2 separate regions of the Mus musculus genome follow, and region 2 is linked to region 1. A link is a contact called in public Hi-C data. All regions are on one chromosome and are shown on one strand. Each heading gives the region's core, a stretch centred on a gene start, on an enhancer-like site or on the middle of the called end of the contact. The rest is flanking DNA. Distances are from core to core; before and after follow the strand shown. Region 1 has its middle 3.9 kb from the start of Gm24471. Region 2 has its middle 70 kb from the start of Cartpt.

Region 1 (2,885 bases), core at 173-2,672:
GACAGAGAGCATCTCAGAGGGGAAAAGAGGAAGGCCAAGATGGAGGAGGACATGAACCAGTGTGGCTTTAACCAGCCACAGGTGATTATGGTATCATAAAGTTAGAATCATTGTGATAAAGCTTTTATCATTATCAATTGGTTCTGAAATTATTGTATTGGAATCTTGTAAATTGAGAATTTATTGATACATAAATCTGATTGGTTAATTTTAAGCTTCAAGAGTTTTGTTTCTACCGCATAGATAGGTGTTGTGGTGGCTGACCGTGGGGTGGATGGTCGTTGCATGGCAACGAGAGAAACTTGGGAACTCCGGCCCCGCTGGAGAGTTGGCAGATAGAGACAGAGCCAGTGGGACCACAGTGGGGCTGAGAGTTGCCGGCACATATGCCGGGAATGTGCCAGTTCTTTTTAAGTATTTCCCACAACATGAAGTTGCACCCAAGGGCTACATAGTGGGACTCTCATGTGCTGTTCCTCAATACAAGCACATCCATACACGTGCACATACATCCCTCAAGTGTGCACATGCATGCACACAAAGCTAATATAAAAGATTTTGATCTTAGAGATTTGAAAAGCCAAGAGTGAGGCCTACCATTTTTCATGATATATATCCCAGGTGATCAAGGAAATCTGAGTTCATAAGACCCTTTATTTTCCTTATTAATCCCGCTGTTTCATTTTTGCTTTAATTTCAGACCCTAGAATAGGGTTGCATTTTTAAGGCAAACGCTTTGGTTCTCACCCCTCTGGAACTGAACAGCAAGTGTGTGGTCTGGGCAGCTGAAGGCTCAGGACGGAAGCCAGAAAGATAGATCCGATCTCATTGCCTGACGCTCTACCAAGGAAGATGCCTTAATTAGGAGGTCTGGGAGAGACTGAGATAAAATACGAGTGGTATGACATTGTTCCTTCAGAGGAAAAAAAGGGAGGAGCAGGGAACACATTTAGTCAAAGACAAACACAAGGGATGACACAAGCCTGAAGGAATCATGCCAGAGAGGTGACATCCCAGGACCCAAAGAGGCTCCTGGAAAATGCTAACAGCAAAAACAAGAGCTTTTAAGAAGCCAGGCGGGATCAAAGCAATGCAGACAGAAAGGCCAGGGGCAGGTGATGTAATGTCTAGAGATGACAGGGTGGCAGCCCCCCGCTCATTTCCTGTTTTTCTCCAACAGAGACATCCAGGGCTCCCTGAGATGAAACTTTGCAGAATAAGCAAGCTTAGAAAAGTGTGTCACCCAAAGATTGTACGGGGGTGTGGGAAAGGACAGAGCCCCTGGAAGGGAGTGCAAAGCTTAAAATCAGATTAATTATGTGTGGCAGAACGCCTGAATCGACACTTGAGTTGTAACCTGCTATTGGTTGTCTTCAGAGCCTAAGAACAAAGAGGCAACACATGGCCCAAGGCAAGCAACCCTGTTTTCACTGTGCTTGTGTCTCCACATTAGCCAATCACAATGTGGATGTTCTCCAAAACCTCTGGTGAGAGAGCAAATTAGATAATGAGACGGAACTCAGAAAAAAAGAATGGTGATGTCTCCAAGCCAGCAGGGGCTGGTGGGAACATGGAGTCAAAGCCTGTGCCGTTCTGTAGGTGGGCTGAGTGAGATATGGAGTTTGGGGATGTCAGGTCCTGAAACAGGATGTGCCTTGCAAGCCACATCAGGAAGCTTGCATGTTCAGGAGCTCAACCGTGTAGACTCACCTTGGTAGCCTCTTTTGTTTCCTGTCCCTCTTTGTCAGCCACTCAGATTCATACCATTTTTATTGTGATTATTTTTTTCCAAGTGTGTATTCTATAGAGCCAGTTGCCATGGTGACGAGATTCTACCTGACTTCAGACTGAAAGATGCAGGCTACTGTCCTGACTCCTTGCTTTGTATAAAGCAATCTCTTCCTGGTTTCTCCTGTTTTGAGTCCACCTCCTCAGACAACATTGCAGTGGGATTAGCCGGTCTGTTCTGCATCTCAGTCACTTTTCTCAGGTTAGTTCTTACTTAATCATCAAGCCGCACCCCAGTGAATGAGCTCTCAGCAATGGTCTTCATAATATCCTCTATAGAATATGGAGACCATGAGTCAGCGATAAATTGCTGAGATCAATGGTTCTCAAGTTAGGGGTCACAACCCCTTTTGGGGGCAAAGAACCCTTTCACAGGGGTCACCTAAGGCCATCAGAAAACATAGATATTTACAGTATGATTCTTAGCAGTAGCAAAGTTATACTTATGAAGTAGCCACAAAAATAATTTTATGGTTGGAGGTCACCTCAACAGGAGGAACTGTGCTAAAGGGTTGCAGTATCAGCAAGATTCAGAATAACTGGCTAAGGTGAACACATAGTTGCTTAGGCCATCATACCCACGACTGCTGTTTATGGACAGACCTCTCCAGGAGGCTATTCGAAAAACAACGCTATCCTGGTCAATAAAATTTGTTATTACATTTATTGTTGTTGTGGTAGTGGTGGTTGTTTTATGTGTGGTTTACCTATGTGTGTGGCATAGGCATGCCACAGAGCATGTGTGGCAGTGAGGACTCAGTTCTCTCTACCATGTGGCTGCCATGTGGATATATGTGCCTTTGCTTGCTGAACCATTTGCTTGATCAATACTTATTGGCAATTGAGACATGACATAGAAGGCAGAATGTTCCCCTTGGCACGATCATAAAGCATCTGAATGAGAATAAATATGTAAAAAGACAAAACTGAGAGGCAAAAAATGGAGATAGCCAAGAGGAACACTGAATAAAAACCAAGGGAAAACCTAGTTATGAGGTAATAAATATCAACTGTATATCCAAAGCACTGGTGAGCACTGAGCACAATAACAAGAGCTATTGTGAAAATGGCGTCAGTACTGCGCTGGCACCATCGTG
Region 2 (2,885 bases), core at 249-2,748, 130 kb before region 1:
ATTATTATTCTGTATGAGTTATACATGGTACCACAGTGCATGTGGAGGTCAGAGGACGACTTTTTGGTGTCAGTCCATCCTCTATGGGAACTGAGGATTAGACTCTGCATCCGACTTCTGCAGAGGTCATCACACTTCTGCAGTAAGCTCTTTTACTGGGTGAAGCATCTTATCAGTGTCATCAAGAGGGATGCCTCAATCCCCTAGCTTAAGTTGATGGAGGGAATCTATTCAGAAGATATACATTTTCTTGTAATATACTCTCTTCCAAGATTGACTGTCTAAAGAAGTGCTTTTTAATTGGCAAGCTGAAGTGTGGTATTTCTAAGTAGAATTGCTTCATTGTGCCTTCGGGTCTCCTCCCAAAGCAATCCCAACTTTAGACTCGGAATCTACTTTCTCTTCCCAACACAAATTCTCATGGGGCAAGAAAGACTCTTCATGGTACAGATGAATCCATGTGGAACATAATTTAGTTCTTCAAGAACTGGAATTTTCTCCCTATCCAAATGAGACCACTTGGGTTAAGTGTTGGAAACCTGATTAGATTTTGTGGAGTTAGGATTTCCTGAGGTTTCCATCAGTTTGAAACACATGGTCTAAATTTTGGTCATGCAGTTCTAGAAATTGATTTTTCTTCTTCTTCTTCAAGAAGTTGCTTGGCACTGGTACCTTTAAGTCACATGAAAATGGGAGATGTTCCAAGTCTTAGTCACATCTGTACACTTTGGTGGAGTTTTATCAAATCACAGTGGTGAGTCACGTTTGGAGTGCAGAAGTGTGGAATGGAAATGATCACGGATGTTTAGACTTGAAAATGCCCAATTTCTAATTGGACTGAGTCAAAAATTACCTGGTTTTCCCTCCGCAAGTGCTAGAAAACAGGCTCCCTTCAGAGCAGCATGGCATGGGTCCCCACTTGTTTGTTTCTTTGCTGGAATTCTGGGAAGTAACTCTTTTTTTTAGTACTTTTTTTAAAAGATTTATTTATTTATTATATGTGTGTACACTGTAGCTGTCTTCAGATACTCTAGAAGAGGGCATCAGATTTTTGTTACGGATGGTTGTGAGCCACCATGTGGTTGCTGGGATTTGAACTCAGGACCTTTGGAAGAGCAGTCGGGGGATTTGAACTCAGGACCTTTGGAAGAGCAGTCGGTGCTCTTAACCGCTGAGCCATCTCACCAGCCCCGGGAAGTAACTCTTACAATGCAAAGTGAACAGCTACTATTGTGTTTAGAGTTGGTGAACTGATGAACATGGAAAACCAGGGAGTGTTCTACAGATCAGGTATAATCAGGATCTCTTCCACTTTCTGGGTAGAAGGGCATTGGGCTGCCAATCTTGTTCAAACAGGGAGTGACTAAAGGGCTTACTCTGCAGCCGAGCTTGCGTAAAAAAACTTCTTAGAGATTTATTTTGTACTAAGCATGAGTCATTTGTTCCCCAGAAAAACCCTGTAGTTGTTAGTGATTCTGTAGACTTCACTGATCTGAGTGTCAGCTGAGACACTCTAACTTTGTTCAGGCCATGAAGAAATAGAGTTGGAGCAAGCATAGTCTGACTCATAATCTGTGTGCTTGACTACTGGACGTCTCTACCTCTCAGCTGTGAGCATACTGTCTGTGACTTATATTTTGGGCCTCTCTGGAGAAACTAGTACAGATGTGGGCGGTACAGTTACTTGTGCTGGCTCATTTTTTTTTTAAATGTCAGTTTGACACAAACTAGAATCATTTTGGAAGAGGGAACCTCAACTGAGAAAATACCTCCACCAGATTGGCTTATGGGCAAGCATATGGTACATTTTCTTGGTTGCTGATTGATGTGAGAGGGCCCAACTCTCTGTGGGCAGTGCCACAGGCTTGTGGTTCTATTTCTATAAAAAAGCAATCTGAGCAACCCCAAATGAGCCAGCTTGTAAACAACACTCCTCCATGACCTGTGCATGAGTTTATGCATCCAGGTTCCTTCTTTGTGTTCCTACCCTGACTTCCTTAGATGTTGGATTATAAGGAATAAGCTGAAACAAACGTTTTCCTCCTTAGGCTGACTTTGTTTTGGTATTTTATCATAGCAATAGGAACTATAACTAAGATGCTTGTATAAAGGTTTTAGTTTCCAGTAATTACTGCAGAGTTTCCTGTGTAGCTGGAGACAGAATGACGCTAAGCAAATCTGCCAAGGCACTGAGAATCTGCTGGAGTTACTGCTGATAAAGGCAGGAAGAAGAGCTAAATGCCTATGCTCTGGTGCCTTGTGTTCGAACAACAGAACAGACCAGGTCTATTGGAAAAGTGGAATCTAGTTGCAAGGGAGCCTGCAGTAGAGACCTATATGGCCTATAGAGTAAAACCTATATTGAACTCAGAGGACACAAGAGTTCCTTGCTTAGGAATATTAGAAAGGCCAATTAAAACTATTCTTCTTTGTGACTAACAGTTTAAGTAGCCAAAAGAGACTGTATACTGAAAATAAACAATCAGTGGCTGAAAGAAAATCAGCTAATGAGATTTCAGTGTCTGGAGAGCTGGTGGGCATATAGGGTTGCAGGTCAACTTTGAGCATGAATGCCAAGTTAGGAGTTACAGGGGTTTAATCCTACTCAAGTTCGAGGAAAGTATTTGTGTCAGATTAACCAGGCTCTGAAGAGAGTTGATTAAAGAGAAAAATGCCAAATCACTTGAAAAAAAAAAGTTCTTAACTGTTGAAATAATACATGTTAATTATTTGAAAAGAACTTTATAAATAAATTCCTTCATTATACCAGGAATCCAGTTTAAGTGCTTATTGTGCATCAGATATGGGTAAGGCAGTTGAGATTCAACAAGAACAAGGTGGATAATCAGCTGCCCTTCAGATGCTCAAGTTTTAGCAGCAAGGGA

What was found. A called contact is a pair of places that touch in the nucleus more often than the background predicts.
Region 2: a contact with region 1 is called in a Hi-C map of muscle stem cells, with 2.1 times the contacts expected there. The contact joins two enhancer-like sites. A contact is called at or near these places in 4 of 39 promoter capture datasets (the 3T3-L1 cell line, cranial neural crest, liver and 1 more) and 8 of 484 Hi-C or Micro-C datasets (the N1E-115 cell line, embryonic stem cells, muscle stem cells and 3 more).

What each region holds. Positions count from the first base shown.
Region 1 is chr13:99,695,003-99,697,887 of GRCm38.p6, reverse strand. No RefSeq gene overlaps it. Among named protein-coding and RNA genes, the nearest start is that of Gm24471, 3.9 kb to the right of the region's middle. Within about 2 kb of position 1,422, at least 13 of the 459 cell types and tissues checked have an H3K27ac peak or open chromatin away from gene starts, as enhancers often do. A contact at or near this core is called in muscle stem cells, where this site is marked.
Region 2 is chr13:99,828,979-99,831,863 of GRCm38.p6, reverse strand. No RefSeq gene overlaps it. Among named protein-coding and RNA genes, the nearest start is that of Cartpt, 70 kb to the left of the region's middle. Within about 2 kb of position 1,498, at least 40 of the 459 cell types and tissues checked have an H3K27ac peak or open chromatin away from gene starts, as enhancers often do. A contact at or near this core is called in muscle stem cells, where this site is marked.